Linked DNA regions of Sus scrofa: region 2 is linked to region 1. Evidence: chromatin contacts called from public HiChIP or PLAC-seq data. All regions are on one chromosome and are shown on one strand. The core of a region is the stretch at or near the end of the contact, and the rest is flanking DNA. Distances in the headings are between cores, read along the strand shown. Region 1 holds the start of STRAP (serine-threonine kinase receptor-associated protein). Region 2 holds the start of EPS8 (epidermal growth factor receptor kinase substrate 8).

What was found. HiChIP or PLAC-seq counts read pairs in DNA pulled down with a chosen protein or histone mark.
Region 2: an H3K27ac HiChIP or PLAC-seq map of alveolar macrophages shows a contact between it and region 1. The contact joins the promoter of EPS8 here to the promoter of STRAP in region 1. A contact is called at or near these places in 1 of 5 promoter capture datasets (liver), 4 of 47 Hi-C or Micro-C datasets (embryonic fibroblasts, liver and skeletal muscle) and 2 of 2 datasets of contacts at active chromatin or transcription factors (alveolar macrophages and skeletal muscle).

Annotation. Positions count from the first base shown.
Region 1 is chr5:56,732,736-56,739,492 of Sscrofa11.1, forward strand. STRAP (serine-threonine kinase receptor-associated protein) reads right to left here and starts at 4,154. Exons shown (of 10, transcript XM_003355564.4): 1 at 3,720-4,154; 2 at 2,907-3,042. The coding sequence starts at 3,831.
Region 2 is chr5:56,815,104-56,821,078 of Sscrofa11.1, forward strand. EPS8 (epidermal growth factor receptor kinase substrate 8) reads left to right here and starts at 2,342. Exons shown (of 21, transcript XM_021092301.1): 1 at 2,342-2,720.

The DNA.
Region 1 (6,757 bases), core at 2,904-5,403:
GATACAGAGCAAATGTCTCAGCTCCCACTTACCCAGCACCTGCTATGTGACACACTAGACTGGACTCTAAACATGTCAATGGAGAAAGATCTCTCTGATGTGCCCAAAAGCACGCTGAACTTTTTCATTTTAGACATAAAAATGAAAAAGCATCCCATTTATGAAAGTGAAAATACACAACATGGCTACCACATGAACTCAGGCCTACCTAAAGCAAATGCTTACATCTTTCTCACAACATCATGGCACCTAAAAGCCTTAAGTGAGGGGGGAAAACCCAAAAGTATTCCTTCTTGCTATTTAAACCTACTTAAACTTCCCTACATGAAACCAAATTGTTTCATGGCTTCAGCCGTAGAATTTCCAAAATAATACACATGATTTTGGTCTAGGTATGCCATATTTTTCATACCTTTTTCCTCTCTTCAGAGTAATTATCTATCTAACTTGCTTTATTTCTTCTCCTGAGGACTGGCTTAACAATTTAGGCAAATGTACAAACCAAGAGTATTCACGGATTTTAAAGAGATGGACATCCTTCCTAAAAAGCTTTTGCACAGGTCTCTTAAAGGTCAGAGCAAGACCCTCAAGCAGTAGATGATAAAACATTTTGCTCATGTAATTAACATTGTTAGGGTCAGATAACAAAACTGCAATTCAAAAACTTGTTCCTTTTAATGCTTATGTCTATAGCATTCAAGATCTTGTTACATTCATTACTCAATTATATTTAATTTAAAATACTTCATTTATCACCACCAAACTGGGACCTAGTTTCAATAATGACATTAAAAAAATCTATTTATCAAATATCTGAAATCTAGAGTTGTTAACTCTAATTTTCTATGTCTGCTATAAAATAAATGACATTCATTCCCAATGACAATGTTCCCACTGGACTGAACAAGAAACAAACTTTGGAGGAGTTGGGAAAAAAACAAAACAAAACAAAAAAACAAAGAAAACTGAACTCCTAGCAGACACAAAAGTCCTAGAAGCAACCAATGTCATCCTGAAGGTGTTGACATTAAGAGATTGACATAAAACCAAACAGCTCCTTATTTTATCAGAATTGTATACAATCACAACAGGTCAAAGTGCAAAGCCTTACAATGGTTATGCCTAAAGACAGAGTAACATCTATTTACCGAAGGCATAGAAAAAAGCTCAGGATGACATTTATAACTTTTCTTATAGATCTCTCACCATCTCAAATGTAATCTCACATGAGCATGGGATTATATTTCCCTCTCCTTACTTAAAAAAACAAAAACAAAAAAACTTTTTTTTTTTTTTTTTTTTAAATGGCTGCACCTGCAGCATATGGAAGTCTCTGGACCAGGAATTGAATCCGAGCCAGCAGCGGTAACGTGAGATCCTTTAACCCACTGTCAGGGACCTGGGACCAAACCCTACCTCTGCGGCAACCTGAGCCCTGCAGTTGGATTCTTAACCCAACTGTGCCACAGCAGGAACTCCTTAAAACTTAAATTTATTTTTTAAAAACTTACATATAGTAAAACTCACTCTGTGGTACAGAGGTCTAGAGTTTCAACAAATGCACAGTCAGGTATCCACTATCTCAATCAATCTGCCTTCATTTTTTATAATAAACTTGGTATGTTTAATTTGCTTACAACAAAGGAGAAACACATTTAGAATCGCTTCTTAATGTGAAATTCTATTAAAAAAAAAATCAACAAGACAATTTTACTCTCCAGACTTTCAAATCTAATAAGGAGTATTCCACGTACAACAGCCCTTGACTTGCCTGCCTTAAACACTTTATTGTTTACTAAGTCACAATCAGGAACTAGAGGTACCAAGATTACATAAGCTGTGACCCATGCCCAGATAGGGAAAGTGGGTCATCGCAAGTCACTTTAATATCATATACAAAAGCAAAAAAAATCAGAGTAGGTAAGGCATATTCTGGCAACAGTTAGATTTAGTATAGCCAAATGATGGGGCATATGATGTGTAGTGCCAGATGATGCCCAAGAACTAGGATTAGGCCAAATTTTAAAGAGCTAACAATGAAATTTAACCTTTAGGCTAGTGGTTAAGGTTGTACATCAGAATCATCCAGAAAAACTTTAGGGAAGAAAAAAAACTAAAAAACAAAAAAACCTAGGTTGGGAACTCCAACTCCAGACCAATTAAGCCAGAGCTTCTCAGACACATGCATCTGAGTACTTTAAAAGCTTCCCAGGTTACTGTAATGTACACCCAAGGTCATGGGCCACTGACAAAGCAGAAGCAAAGATCTTTAGGTAAAGAAGTGTTATGTTATTTGTCTCCAGGAAGACAACTGGCTGATGAAGAGATGGGAAAGGACCAGTTTAGGAACCTAAACCATTAAGGTAGTGGCAGAGGTACAAGAAACAATGTGGTCAGGAAACATTCTATTGGCAGAATCAACAAATATGATAATCTAGATGGAAGAGAAAAATCAAGAATGATTTAGAAACTTAGAAAATGAAAAATAACTGAGTTTGGGAATCTTAAATATGTCTAACAAAAATGAGAGTGAAACTGGGCTAAAAATGTGGGGCATCAAGCACTAAGAAGTTAAGGAGTATAAGGTATTATTCAGCTAGAACATGTGGAGCAGTATTTGCCAGCATGACCATCAACATTCATTATCTGAAGTGCTTGTTAATAATGCAGATTCCTGGGTCCCAGTCCAGACATACAGAACTAAGTCATTTAAGTCTCTGAACATTTTGAGAAAGCAGCAGATAAAATATGGGCGGAATTTTGGTGACATCAAAACAACATGTGTTCTCTACGTTAGGCAGTGCATGAGAACTTTATGAATAACTTTTACTGAACTTTTATTATTGATCATTTCAGAACACAATTCACAGAGAACTGTAAAGGTGGCCATTTCTGGCTACACTTACGCTGTGAAATCTGCAGCTGCTGTAGCTGCTTTGGTGGCATCCTTATTCAATGTTGCACCCCAAACAGCACCCTTATGACCCAAAAACGTTCCAATCCAGTCTCCTGTATCTCCCTGGCGTAGCATAGGTTTGCCATCTAAAAAATATGTAAGAAAACATGTGATGTAGAAGCTCAAATTACTTAAAATCTAGGATCCGAACTTAAAACAAACAGTGATGAATAACAAACTTGAAAACTGCTTTTGTTGTCTAACTGTTCACTCACTGGGGTCACTAAGGCACATCCAGAAATAAATTAACTGAAGAACTGGGCCATTCTCTCTGGGAAGGACTTGAAATGCGGCAGAAAGACTATTCATCTGCAACAAAACAATCTAGACGTGAACCTTATTTTGGACAAACTTAATAGTCTCAGCTTCCACTTGAAAATTGGAAATGAAAAATTCCATACCACAGAAGAATATCCAATGAAATAGTAGAAGTGGAAAGTCTTTGTAAAATAAAGTGTTACTTAGCCTGGCCTAGTTTCTGCATTCCCCAAATCCTTTAAAGATATTTACGGTGTTGGCCGGGGCGTCTGGGCAAGTGCACAGTAAAGCTTATCCAGAAATAGCAAAAAAGGTAAAATGAGAAGCCTTGGTTGGGGGCATAACTTACCAAAGCTTCTCCTGGCATCAGCTGCGCAATCCTTAACACTACTCGCCCTACCAGCCCACTAATCTCAAAAGCCGCAATCCATTCGGCAATGGGAAGTGCCGGCCCCACTCCCTTTCCGCCCAGTCCCAACCATCTGAGCCCAGCGGCCCTGCTCACCTTTGCAAGCACTGATTAAGAAATAGCCATAAGGCGTGATGCCACTGAAGGCCAAATCCACCACAGGCCGCGTGTGGCCGGAGCAAGTGAGAGGCGTTTGCCTCATTGCCATGGCGGCGGCGAGCCGAGCGATCCCGCAGGAGAGCTGAGGGTCGTCTCGTCTTTTCTCTTCTCCGCGGCAGCGCCTCTCACTCAAGGCCTACGCCCTGACGCTGGGCCGGGAAACAGAAAAAGGCCAATCTGGTGGCCCCGAAACCAGGAAAGGGTTAGGGGTGGGTCAGGGAGTGTGCGACTGGCGGTCGACCGCCGCCGAGGGAGGGAAAGGGAGGGAGGGAGGAGAGTAGGGGAGGGGGAGAACAGGAAAACCGGCAGCCACGATCCCCACCGTCCACACCGGTACTCGCAGGAAGTGACGACACTAACCCTCCGCCGGAAGTGACGAACAGGAGGGAAGGCGGGTTCGCTGGGTAGAAGAGGCGTACTGGAGCGAGAGCGACCGCAATGCGCAGGCGCGAGATCAGCTCAGGTTGAGCACGTGATGCTGGCTCCACGCTGGCTACGCAGGGCTCTTGGCCGCGTTCCAGGCACTGGGTGAAAATCCTAGCGCTGAGCTCTAAGCAGCTTGGGGTGCTTTTCTGTTTTTGAGCCGTTTGGAGTCGAGTTGGGGGCGTGCGGAAGCGGGTCCTGCTTCAGTCATACCCCGAATCTGACCGCATCTGTGGTTTACGCACTGAGCCGTCCAGTGGTTTGGACTGTGCTATCTAGACGTCTACACTGAACAACCAGAATTGTTTCCAGCGGTGGCCCAAACCAGCAAACACCGTCTAAGAATTTTTTTTCCAATCTTTGTTAGCAGTTGTATAGTCAGCTCCTCTGGGATTGTCTACAAGTAAGGCCCTTAAGAAAAGTCTTTCTCCCAGTCACCCCTTGTGCTGTGTAACCTTGCATTGTTAGTGTTTCAGACGTGAGGGTTATGCGACTCTAAAAACAGTTAAATTAGTTTATCTTTTGAGGACGTTGGGAGACCCATGAGCAATGGTCCTCAAATTTTTTGATGAATACCCACATCAATAAAACTTGCGTCCGTCCCCCAAATATGCGATAGTGAATAATTTGTGAGTTATTTGCATATTAGTGCATAGAGAAGAATAGAAATATTAGAAGAACCTTAAACTTCAGTGTAAATAGAAATACTGGTGTTGTCTTCCTGCAGGCTCTCCTCTTTGGATATCACTCCGTGGTGTAGCAGAACTGTTGATGGATTGATTGCTCATGCAAAAACTGACCTGAGCAAGAAGGGTCCTTTTTCTGGGCAAGTTATTTCTTTCCTTTAATGCTTGTTAGGATGTCAACAGAAAATACCAGAGATTTTTTTTGTGGTCTCTTTCACTACTTTATCCCAGGCCATAATGTCTTGGCACATACCAATACATATCTAATCAGCACAAATGTCTGCAAATGTTTCCCTCTCCCTCATCTTTTTGTAGTAAACATGTATCTTCGTTCAAGTCTAATTACTTGAATGGAGACTTGAAGTGCTTCCCCATTCTATTTCATTAGCATTTTGTTCATTAATTTATAGTACAGCACTTACTATATATGTTTTCCACTATCTTTTTTGTTTTCTCTGTGCCAACCTCACCCCAAGTTCCTACACACATGCACACACACACTCTGTTGACATTTAAATTGTGAGCTCCTTAGTGGCAATTGTGTGGCACTGTTGTCTTTCTACTCTGGTATCAGAAGAGTGAATGGCATTTAGTGAATGCTGGACAAGTGATTATTAAGTAAAGTAAAGCGTTAATGATGGAGGCATCTAAATAAAAGATAAAACTCGTTAGAACAACTAGTCAGTAAGATGTTAATACATGGCCATTTGTTGCTTATTGTGCGTAGGTAACTGAAAACTTTTGTCTCTAAAGTACGTATAATTCTTTTTTGTTGTTGTTGTTGTTGTTGTTGTTGTTGTTGTTGTTGCTATTTCTTGGGCCGCTCCCGCGGCATATGGAGGTTCCCAGGCTAGGGGTCGAATCGGAGCTGTAGCCACCGGCCTACGCCAGAGCCACAGCAACGCGGGATCCGAGCCGCGTCTGCAACCTACACCACAGCTCACGGCAACGCCGGATCGTTAACCCACTGAGCAAGGGCAGGGAATGAACCCACAAACTCATGGTTCCTAGTCGGATTCGTTAACCACTGCGCCACGACGGGAACTCCTAAAGTACGTATAATTCTTATTCATTTGTATTCTGAGTTCTAAGAGTATTATGTATCATGATCAAATATGTGGGCTTCAAAGTCAGTTTAATACTGGAAGAGAGATTACTGTAAATGATATAATTAACCACATTAAAAGACTAAAAAAAGAAAAATATCAATATTTCATTGTATTGTGTAAAAGTTTTAGATAGAATTTAATATGCATTTATTCATGATGAAACATCTTAGATACTAAAAATAGAAGGGACCTTTTAACCTGATAGACTATCTGAAAGAAACATCACACATAATGATGAAACACTTAAACTATTCCCTATTAAGTCTGGTACAAGATAAAAATGATTACCACCGTCACTTCAATACAGCATTGTACTAGATGTTTAGATAATCCAAAAAGGCATAAATTATTTCAAAGAAAGTTGTAGATCTGTGATTAAAGATTATTTATGGAGATTATATATGTAGAAAAATCTGTATGTATTTATATTTAGATCTTTTAAAAAGGTCTAAATATAGACTATTGGAATGAATGAGAGTTTAACAGGGTTGCTGGGTTTTTGAAAAGAAAGTATGGTGAAAACAATTGCATTTCTTTACACTAGCAACTAGCAGAAAATGTAATTTTAAAATGTGCCATATAAGGAGTTGCTGTCATGGCTCAGTGGTAAGGAGCCCAACTAGTATCTTGAGGATGCAGGTTCAATCCCTGGCCTCGCTCAGTGGGTTAAGGATCTGGTGTGTGGCCATGAGCTGCAGTGTAAGTTGCACACACAGCTTGGATCTGGTATTGGTGTAGCTGTGGTGTAGGCTGGCAG
Region 2 (5,975 bases), core at 1,092-3,591, 81 kb after region 1:
TGATACACTAGAACTGAAAACAGAAACAGACTCAAAGCTATTGAAACCAAACCTATGTTTACCAAAGGGGAAACAAGAGGGGGAGGGATAAATTAGGGAGTTGGGCTTGATATATACACACTGCTATATCAAAATATGTGAGTAACAAGGATCTACTGTTTGGCATGGGGAAATTTACTCAGTACTGTGCAATAACTTATATGGTAAAAGAATCTGAAAAGAAGTGGATGTATGTATTCATATATAACTGATTTACTTTGCCGAAATTAATACAACTTTGTAAGTCAACTCTAGTTCAATAAAATTTTCAAAAAACATTAAAAATAATTTCATGTTTAAACCTAATTTTTTACCTTTAATCCTTAATAAATTTCATCTTTGAGCACATAATTTCAGATTTTAAGATGTTATTATTAGCGATCACTTTGGGAATGCCTATTGTGAGGTAAGCTTGGATCGAAGGGGCTGCTGATCACTGTGACTCAGATCTCAGCCCATTGCATTTGAATGTTGTGTTCTCTTTTGAGTACACAACTTGAGAAAAATGAAAAAAAAAATCAAAGCATATTCAAAGCAGGGTATGAAGTGTGGTTATGGAGGCTCACCATTCCTTTTTAAAGAAGTGAAAGGCACCATTCCATTTTAAGGGAAGTGAAAATATCTAGAGATTTTGAAGAAGAGGAAAATATGAGATGATCCACTAGTTACTTAATAGTTTGGTTCACATATTTCAAGACTTGCAGTATCTGTAAGAAATGAGACTAATTTTGTTTGGCTCTTAGAGGCAGAACCAGCTGGTAAGTTAAGGGAAGTTTGATTTGATGTTCACAAATCAAACAATGCAGACTTTAGATTTTAATTCTAGCAACAGCATTGGCTTTGGCAAAAGGAATGAAACTTCTGAGCTCCATTTTCCTGCTAAATTGATATAATAAAGCCTATTTCATTTTAAAGATTAGGAAAAAAATCTAAAAATTGCCTAGAAGTTCGGCATGGCTCGGCAGATTAAGAACACGGCTAGTATCACAAAGATGTGGGTTTGATCTCTGGCCTCAGTGGGTTAAGTTTCGGCATTGCTGCAAGCTGTACTATAGTTTGCAGATGTGGCTTGGATCCAGTGTTGCTGTGGCTGTGGTGTAGGCCAGCAGCTGCAGCTTGGATTCAGCCCCTGGCCTGGTACTTCTATATGCCGCAGGTGCAGCCCTAAAAAGAAGAAAAAGCAAAAAAGAAAACCAACTGCTTAGTTTCTGGCATAGCAAAATAATAAATAATCATAATTATACATAATGTTGATAAAAATAGAGATTCTCAACAATGCAAAAGTTTAAGTGGATGATAGTGTAGCGGAAATATTGGAAAGAGGATTTCTACCTAAGATAGCCGACTGGATTTAAGGTCTATTCCAACTTTTGGTGTAATGGTTTTATTTCCTGCTTTGGTCTGAAGTATCTTTTTCCCCTGACTGCGAGTCTCCCTTGCTTCACAAAACAACCTGGTCCAATCTATTTTAACCAAGTGTATTTTGTAGTCTTTTGTTGATTTCTGGGAGTCAAGTGACCTTTAAGAAGTTAGAAAGAAGGGGAACATAGCTATAACAAACGTGGTGTTTCAAGAGGCGAACACAATGTTCACAGACCCAAGGACTTCTCACTGGGCGCTACAGGCGGAGGAGAAGGTTTTGAGGGTTGGTTTAGGTCGGTCACAAGAGGCATTATGTGAAAGAAGCCTCCACTACTTCAAACCACATCGGGTTTCTGGCAAGAGCTACCAGAAAAATGGGATCCAAGGTAGGCGTGCGAAGCGGGTCTGGGCTTGCTGCTTCCAGGACTCGCGGTTTTGGAGACTCCCAGGGACCGAATGGAGGCCCTTGGGTGCCACCAGTTTACGGCATGAGTTGAAGAGATTAAAAAAAAAAAAAAAAAAAAAAAGAAAGAAAGAAAAGAAAGAAAAAGGAAACACAACGGGAAAAATAGGAGGAAGGGTCCCAGGAGAAAGCCGCAGGCTAGTGGGTCTTTGGCTGCAGCAGGTTTACTGCCGGTAGGTTAGTGGCCCCGTAATGTACACCAGAACCCTGGCCGCTGGGACTAGAGCGACCTCTCCGCCCAAGGCATCAACTCTTGCCCAGGGCAAAACTCTCCTAGCGCTTTCCCCTCCTGGCAATCTCCCAGCTGCTCGTCGGTCCTGCTAGGGCACTTCTGGAAACTCCTCGGCGGCTCAGTACGTCGGTCTGACTTTGATCGAGGCCTTGATAACTCGGCGCGCTGCCCTGCCTTCTCTCCTCCTGCTCCTCTCCCGCCCACCGGCCCCGCGGGCCAGTTCACCTCCTGCGCCGGGGTCGACCAGATACTCCGCGCTTCGGCTGCTGCCAAGACCCGGAGAGTGGAGCGGGCCCCCGGCCGCGCGGCGCGCGCTCGCTGGCTCGCTCCCTGAGGGGGTACTGGGCATGCGCGGCGCGCGGCCGGCTCGGGTGAGCGGGCTAGCGGGCAGACGGCTCCAGACTTCCCCAGCGGCGGCGGGCGAGGCGGTCTCGCCGAGCGCGAGGCCGGCGCTGAGCTCGCCCCAGAAATCGCTTCTCCTCGGCCGGCGCCGAGGGCGGCTGGGCGGCTCGCGGAGGATTGGGAGGGCGCGGTCCGGCTCGAGGGCTTTCTCCCGGCCGCCTCCCGCCGGGTGTGGGCTCGAAGCGCCTTCGGGGAAGCTGCGGCCCCGAGGGCGGATCCGAGGTAAGAGCCCCTCGGAGAAAGGCGCTCGCTGGGGTCCGTCGTCTCGGACTCTTCCTTCGATTTTCAAAATCCGCCTTTGTGTGCCGGGGTGGAGCGGTGCCAGGCACCTCGTCCGCCTTCATTCACTTTGACTGCTTTCAACTGGTGTCGGCAACCAGGTGTGCGAGGGCGCTGCTGCCGGAGCGTGTCCGCGCGCGGGTCCCGGAACGTCCGGAGCCCGTGCCGACCCTCGGCCGCTAGCTCTCCGTGCCCGGGGCTCCGGCAGGGGTGAGCAGAAGAGATGCACAGTGTCCTTGTCTTATTTCTCGGTAACCTGAGCTTCCGCAGATACACCTGCGCTTCTCTGTTCCGTGGAGCTACTCCAGAACGAGTATTCTTCTCCTGGTTTGTCTTAGACGTGGGGTTTAGAGGGCTACAGTCCCCCCCCCCCCCAAAGGGGAGCTCTTTTTCAATGGATACTTTTCAGCGAAGTCCCACTATCGCATACCCCCCTTAAATTCAAGAGACCTTGCTGTTTGTGCATAGTTGTCACTCCTAATTCCTGTTGATTGTCCTTTCTTAGATGGTTTCACTCCACTCCCCATTTTACTTTTGGGAAGACGGCCCTTCTGGAGTCTTTGTCAATGAATGCCTTTGCAGAGGATTTCCAAGACCCTGCTCGCTCTTGCTTTCTACTTTCCTTTCAAGGACTACTTGTATGCAGAATCTTTGCAGGGATTGTTCTCTCCCTTTGCATTTTTTCTCAGATCCTTTCCCCGTAGAACACATTCCACTGCTGGACTCTCTGAGGGTAGGATGCTGTATTAGGTATCAGGATTTGAAGTCCATAGATGTCAAGAATGGTAGAGCATTAGGAATTGGAATCCACCTTTACAAAACGTATTTCAATGAAATGTGTTATTGCTTTTCTTTTTAAGGTTTCAGTTCTCGCCTCAGATAAGAGGAACAGATATCTTCAGAGTTCAGATAAAACTTGGTTTCAGATGCATGTGAAAAGTTTGATCTTGGCTTTGGTATTTTGGGGGGGGGGAGATAGAAAAATTAGGGTTCCCAGAAGGCTTCTTTATGTACATATGACAAAGTAACTGTATGGTGTATTGCATCTAATTTATTTTCCTTGAAAGGATACCATTTTTCTCCAGCGACCTAGGTTTTGGAATGTGTACCTTGGATCATGTGGTCATTGAAAATGAAAGTCAATGCCATCCTTTCTCACCTAGTATAAATTTTATATTTGTAATTGGAGTTTTCTGGACATACTACTATAGTTAAGTTGCTGGTGTGGAAAATTTTAAGTCATGGGATCACATTTTTACTTACCATTTTGAAAAATAATGCACTTTGTAGACTTGCCATGTAAAGGGTAGGGTAGAATGTCTCACAGATGTACAACGTTTTATAGAATGCCTTTAGTGCAGAATTCAGAGATTAAGACTTTTTAAAATTCCACAAGCCATTCACTTCACAGAAGAAAAAAAGAAAGGGAAACATAATTTGCTTTTAGTTCCACTGTTGTGGGATAATCACTGTGCACAATGTTTGATAGATTCTCTTTGTAGTCTTTTTTTTTCCTTTCACTTTTCAATGTCACTGAATATATAGTATATATTGAAAATATAGTAATTTTCTGCCTTTTAAAAAATACTGTAGGAATATTTTAAGTGATATTTAGGGAGAAGTTTCTTCAAAATGATTTATTTTTATTTGTTCCTTATCAGGAATCTAATGTTGAATTCAGATCACCTTGTTTCTGATCAGATGTAAAGGTTTTTGTCTTGTTTTTACCTCTTGCTCTTCCTGCTTTCAACTTTTTAGCTATGCTAATACTTTTCAAATATCAGTCCTTTACTTTTTTCGTGCTTTGACATAGGCTTCCTACTCTTTGCTTTCAGTGCTTTTATCTGATACATTTCAAATCCTAGTCTTTTCTTTTTCTTACACTGTATTACACACAGTTCACCCACTATTTTTATTCTTCTTCTCCTCCAGACTCTTCTCTTCTTCATTTACCTATTTTAATTCTGCACCAGCTCACTCGAACCATGGTTTAAAATACAGAATATGGAATAAAAGTTGACAGTCTTTTTCCAGGTATCTCTTTAGATGCTCGAAGTATTGTTGGATGAATATTTTAGCACTGACTTGATTTATATAAAATCTAAGTTAGCTTTTCTGAGTTGTATTAAACATATTGGGTAGTTTTTTGGATCATCACAAAACAACATCAGTTAATGATAGGTTACAAACTTTAAGACATTTGCAATGGTATTTAAAGGGAAAAAGTGGAATTTTAGTTAAAGTACATCACTTGTAGTACATCTTTGCTAGGAATTACTGCTTGAAATTGTTTGCAGCTGTTAGTGATTGGAAATATTTTCTTAAGAAAAGTTCTGTAGCAGAATAGTTGTAAACGTTTTAGGTTTAGTATATCCAGGGAAGGTGTGACGGTCTTCCATGCTTCACTACAGCCTCTCCAACGTTTTCTAGATACAGTCTTAAATGGGATTTTTTAAAAAATTATTTTTTAGTTCAGTTTTAGATTTATGGAAAAAGTATAAAGGTAGTAAAGGGACTTATCATATGCCCCCATACTCAGTTTCACCTCTGATTACTATCTTAGATTAATATTTGTTAGTTAATGAGCCAGTATTGGTACATTATTATCGACTCAAGTTCATAGTTTATTTAGATTTCCTTAGTTATTATCTAATGTCCTTTTTCCATTCCACGATTTGCCATCTAGTGTGCCACATTGCACTTAGTTGTCACGGCTCCTTAAGCTCCTTTTTGCTGTGGCAGTTTGTTAGACTCCTTGATAGCTTTCATAATTTTGAAGAGTACAGGTATTTTGTAAAATGTCCCCTATTGGAAATAGTCTAATATTTTTCTCCTGATCAGACTGAGGTTTTGGGTTTGGAGGAGGAAGACCACAAAGGTAAAGTGCTATTTGATGTTATTGGCTATGCCCGTGGCACACAAAAGTCCCTGGGCCAGGGATTAAACCCATGGCATAGCAGCTCCCTGAGCCACAGGAGTGGCAATGCTGAATCCTTAACCCACTGAGCCATCAGGTAATTCTCACATGTATTTTTATCACATAGTATAAAAGGTATGTACTATTAACATGATATACCCTGTTGATACTGATCTTGATCAACCTGGTTGAGGTAGTGTTTCTTAGTTTTCTGCACTGACAGTTTACTCGTTTTCCTTCCTTGCTGTTTTCTAGAAGGAAGTCACTGCATCCAGCCCATT